Regions from separate parts of the Zea mays genome. Here region 1 is linked to region 2. Evidence: chromatin contacts called from public Hi-C data. All regions are on one chromosome and are shown on one strand. Each heading gives the region's core, a stretch centred on a gene start, on an enhancer-like site or on the middle of the called end of the contact. The rest is flanking DNA. Distances are from core to core; before and after follow the strand shown.

What was found. Hi-C and Micro-C count contacts between places; a contact is called where the count stands out from the background.
Region 1: a contact with region 2 is called in a Hi-C map of ear, with 5 times the contacts expected there. The contact joins the promoter of LOC103643875 here to the promoter of LOC103643873 in region 2. A contact is called at or near these places in 2 of 25 Hi-C or Micro-C datasets (both in ear).

Annotation. Positions count from the first base shown.
Region 1 is chr1:272,329,572-272,332,271 of Zm-B73-REFERENCE-NAM-5.0, reverse strand. LOC103643875 (teosinte branched1) reads right to left here and starts at 1,428. Exons shown (of 1, transcript NM_001382583.1): 1 at 1-1,428. The coding sequence starts at 1,333. The coding sequence ends at 203.
Region 2 is chr1:272,167,247-272,169,946 of Zm-B73-REFERENCE-NAM-5.0, reverse strand. LOC103643873 (protein FAF-like, chloroplastic) reads right to left here and starts at 1,312. Exons shown (of 2, transcript XM_008667054.3): 1 at 1,116-1,312; 2 at 1-1,000. The coding sequence starts at 953.

The sequences.
Region 1 (2,700 bases), core at 179-2,678, 160 kb before region 2:
GCCACAGTGCATGCTAGCTAGCTATAATACATCATCATGCGATGACCAAACTTAGTTCATCGTCACACAGCCAATTACGAAGTCTAGAAAGAGAAACACACGCATAGATTAAGACAGCAAATTATTGAGAAGCTCACGTTGAGGGAAAGGAGATAGATGTAAGTCGAAAGAGTAGTTCTAGTACCTAGTGCGCCCGTAGTGTTCAGTAGAAGCGTGAGTTCTGCTGAAAGACGACTCCACCGAGTTCCCATTGCTCTTGGCAGTAGTAGTTGCCGCCGCCGTCGCCGTATCCTCCTCCTCCGTTGCCAAAGCCCAGGACCACGTCGCTCGCCCCTGTGATTTCTTGCATCCTACCTGCTGATCTATTGCTGAGAGCTGATGAACACCTCTCCCTCTCCTCCAATTCAGCGGCAGCACACGGCATGTTCATGGACAACGATGAGTGGTGGCTCAAATTGTTCGAGCTCGGCCTGTCGCTCGGCCCCGAGGCAGCCGCCGCCTCCACGTCAATTGCTGAAGCAAGCTTTACCCAGCGCATCCGGTGCTTCTCCTTGGTCCGCTCCCTCGCCCTCTCCCTCGCTTTCGCCCTCGTCTCCTTGTCGGGGACCTGGTGTGCGTTATTGGCCGATTTTCTTGGCGGCTTCGGGGTGGCCGCCGCTTTACTTGCCTTGGCCGGCTTCTTCCCCTCGCCGCGGCAATTACCCTTGGGCTTCTGATCTCCTCCTCCTCCCAGCTGCTCTGCCGGGTTGTGCTTGCCGTCGACGGAGAGGCTGCTGGAGCCGTCCTCCACGCACTCCGAAGACGCGTCGTCGGCCATGATCTCCTGGATGGCGGACTTGGACGTGTTGAGGAGCCACTGTACCGTCTTGCTTGCCTTGTCGAAGCCAAGCATGTCCTGCAGCGCGAAGAATTTGCGCGCGACGTCAAGGGAGAGCCGCATCCGGCGGTCCCTCATCCCGCCGGCGGTGCATATCTTGCTGTGCCGGTCTTTCCTCGCCGCGGCAGCCGCCCTGTCGAGGCTGGCGCCGGATCCTTCTGCACCACTGGCGCAGGCGCCCAGCTCTGTAGCCGGCGCCGGCGCGTGGTCCATCAGCGCCTGCACCGGCAGGTCCGGCGAGTTGATCACGGCTTGTGGAGGGGTGGCGTCGGCGGCCGCGGCACTACCGATCTGGTAGCTGAGGGGAAAGCTGGCGTCGGCGGCGGCGAAGGGAGGGGAGCATGGGTAGCAGTAGAAGCTGCTGGATTGGTCCGTCTTTGGGGAAGACGGGCTTAGCTGCAGTTGTTGGTAAAGCGGTAAGTCCATGGGGCTTGAGGAATCACAGAAAGGAAACATGTGCTTTACTGATGGGACTCCAAGGCCCCCTGATGCCCTCTCCACGCTCCCCTCTCTAGGTCCTGGCACTAAGAGCAGTGTGTGTTGATCTCTACGAGAGAGGGGCAGGAGGAGTGTGGCCTACTCATATGTCCTATGATCAGATGTGTCCGTCCGACCATGCATAAGGTCTAGGCTTGTAAGAGAGAGAGAGAGAGAGAGAGAGAGAGAGAGAGTTAAAAACTTTCCAGGTGATCATACCACCTCTCTATGCAGGCGCAAGGAGAGGAGAGGCATGGGCTCATGTGCATAGGCTGTGTAGGAGACCAAGATAGCTAGAGAATTGTGCTTAAGAACCTTGGGGCGTTTTTTTTTTTTACTATGTGAGAGTGAGACACTCGCCCCTACCTGAGAGGGCTGTGCCATCTTATAGAGAGGAGGGCTGTGGAGGAATACTGCCGTGCCGCCTGTTCGTGTGGATGAGATTTGAGGTGAGGGAGAGGGAGGAGAATACAAGGACCTGCACTATTGGGGGAAAAGCTGTGTGCATGTTGAAACGCTATTGGCTACAAGTGACCTAGTACATTTATTGGCCAGATGGGGGCGGCCATAGCTGCAGGACGCAGTACGATGGACGTGCGCGCCTCCATGAAATACTTCTTCAGGAAACCAAAGACCGTGGGTTTTTGTAACATCCACAGGAATTTATTTGAGAACTATTAGTATATACATTGAACATTGTGGGAGGAGGGTACCGAAACGAAGGACCAGTGATGAGTGATGTATGTAGTGTGGTGTACAAGCATGGTAGGGACAGATGTGGTCAGATGAGTTGGTCTTCACAACATTATTAGGCATATGGGACCTGTATGAGTAGTGATAGATCCAGTGCATTATTAACTATGGTTACCCATCACACTCTCGACAACACAAAAAACAGACCGCTTTCAGTAGGTAGAAAATGTCTTCCAAGTCGCATAATGACAATAAGCAGTAGCGGTTATAGAATTTTACTATAAGGTATGCCAAATTAAAAATGCATGAATAATTCAGTGAAATACATTTAGAAATTCAATAAGGAATGATAAATGTGTGCTATAATTTGGTATTCTATGTAAACCAGCATAATAATTCTTATATTCACAAATTAGATTTGTCACTTGTATTCTTCCTCTTGTATATAGATAGACTGAACGCATCTGTAGGTTGTTGCAACATGTTTGAAGTCATGAAATAGACAAAGCTAATATGTTATGCCGGTACCGGACTACAGGGTGACACCCTGTAGATCCGCCAGTGACAATAAGGAACCACATGTATTCGGGGGAGAGTTGATAAATAGAGTAAGAGATGCGTGCTAGAGACACTCTGTTGCTGGATACCGCCTA
Region 2 (2,700 bases), core at 63-2,562:
GCGTGGCGCCGGGGTTGATACACGGACAGCGGCGTGCTGCCGACGAACTTGTTGATCACGAGCGTCGAGCGGTGCACCTTGGCCGCGGTTGGTGCCTGCGGCTGCGTGCTCACCTTGACCTCAACGACGGTGCCCCTGTCCAGCACCTCCACCTCCTCCTCCTCCTCATCATCCTCCATCACCTCGTCGTCGTCCATTTCCACGGCCGCCTCTTCCTCTTGCGCGTTCCTGGGCTCCACGGCGCAGAAATACGGCGCCTCTGCCGCCGCCGCCGCAGTGACCCTGGTCGCCGCGCTCTGGTCGCGGGCAGAGCACTCGACGAAGGAGAGGCAGAGGCGTCCGCCCTGGCGCCTCGCGTGGAGGTACCCGCGCGGCCGCACCGCCACGGCCTCGATCACGAGGCGCCCGTCCTGGCGGCGCGGGCGCATCTGCACGCACGGCCCGTCGCGGCGCGACATGGACGGCAGCGGCGGCGGGAACGAGCGGCGCCGTGGCCGCGTCCCGGCCGAGCAGTGGTAGTTCACCGCCGCGAGGTCCTTGCTCCCCCACTGCTCCTTCTCCTCGCAGCAGCGATCCGCGTCGTGCTGCCAGAAGGACTCATCCGCCGCCGCCGGCAGCGGCGCGTCGAACAGGCAGGACATGTCCAGGGATGACGCGAAGTCGCCGGAGCCGGTCTCGTTGCCGAGGCTCTCCGTGCAGACCTCGAGGCTCTTCTGGCTCATCAGGATCGACGACCGGCGCACGAATGGGTCCCGCACGTACGGCTTGGACGCCTTCTTGGCGCCGGCGCCCACCTTGCCCACGTCGGCCTGGATGGCGTTCCATATGTCCGCCTGCGCAGGCCGGTCGACGTCGACGACGGCCTCCGGCTGCCTGTACGGCTCAGCAGGGCGCAGCCAGCAGGGCGCCTCGAACGCCGGAACAGCTGGGCCACGGCACACCGCCACCGACATCTTCGCCGCGCTGGAGGAAGGTGTGAAGTGGCAGTCGCGCTTGCTCCCTGTGAAGAGGCACGATCGTAAAGAGACGTGAGCAACAGATGACTGGCGCTCTTGTTGCAAAGAGTCTTGAGTAACCGGCTAACTTAACCGGCGTGTCAGGCTTCTTAATCTTACCTCAGACTCAGATCAGAATCAGAGAAGCGGGCAGAGCATGCACACTGCGCAGAAGCTGGGAATTTGGAAGCGCGTTGGTCTTGGAAATTGTGTGATCTTGGCTACTAGTAGTCCCGACTCTGGAGCTAAATGTCTGTGCTGCTGCTGTTGCACAAACACAACAAAGGCTTTGTTGCAGGCATGTATGGTGTGGTTGCTCAGCTGGGGTGCTATTTGTAGGCTGGGCTGGGGACTGGGGCTGGTGGGGCAAGGGGAGAGAGCAGACGGTATTGGCCGTTCAGGGACAAAGGCGGAGGGCCCAACACTACTTTGCATCCACCATGCTCTGCCTCCCCACCGGCTGCCTTTTTGCAAGTTAATAAATAAATAGAGCTTTGGCATTTCTTGCCCGATGATGGTGTCATGGTTCTAGCCTTCTAGGCGGGATGAGTAACAAACTGTTGCTGAGGCTATATGGTTATAATTAACCTAACAAACGGATAAAATGTCTTTTCCCCTCTGAAGCACATACGGAAAAAAAAAATGGTTCCCGTCGGTCGTGCAAGCATCGCTTGTGGTGATTGTATTTAGGACTTGTTTAGTTCGATGTCATCCAAGATTAGATATGGTTGATCAAGTTAGACATGTGTTTAGTTTGCAGCCACAGATATAGAAAGATTTTTCTATTGAGTCTCACTCGTAAATGACTTATAAAAGTGTGCAAGATTTAAACTAAACAAGTGTGACAAAAATTTAAACTAACCTTAGACAAGTGTGACATAAAATATGTGGTAATTTTTAGCATAAGTATATAATCAAACAGTCTCTTGAATTTGTTTACTAGTGCATGGGCGGTGGGCGGATGCGCATGCGCGGTAAAAAAAGAACTTACATGAAACATAGAACTTTGTGGAAATGTCTACGGTATAAAAAAATTACTCGAGTCAAAATCTATTCAGGATTGCACTTTACAAGTAGAGAAAGTAAAAGTAAAAAAAAAACTACTGTAACTAGACGGACCATACCTATTAATGTTATTTATTTTAGGAAAAAAATAAATGCTACAAGCATATTTATTTTAAAACAAAGATAGTACATCTATGTGAATATTGTCTCGGAAGAAGTTAGTTTACTCGTGTATTCTTCTTGTTCGCGGTATCCATTATTATATGTGGCCATACATGGTATAGTTCTAGTTTTCAGTTTGGTATTTATAGTCCACGTAACTAAGGAAGAGAGACCTAGGTGAAACACATATGTATGTATACAATGGTGCAAGATAGTAGCAGCAGTTCTTTTGTCTTTATAGAACAGTATATTGGATGATTTACAAGAGAAAAAAACAGTTGGTTTCTTTGGGATACAATTGGTGTCTTTTTAGAACGGTGTTTGATCAGAGCATGCATCTTTCACGCGCGATGAGATGCCAGATTGATAAACACTTTGTGCAGAGGGGCATGCGAGTAGAGGTTGAAAGGTCGAAGGACAAATTATGTTGGTTTACCCCAGATTACAGCTCCACCGTCGACACACTCATTCTGATCCCTTAACAAGTTACTTACTTTGCCCTCCATCAGTTTAGCCAAGCGCTTCAGAGAAAGATTAC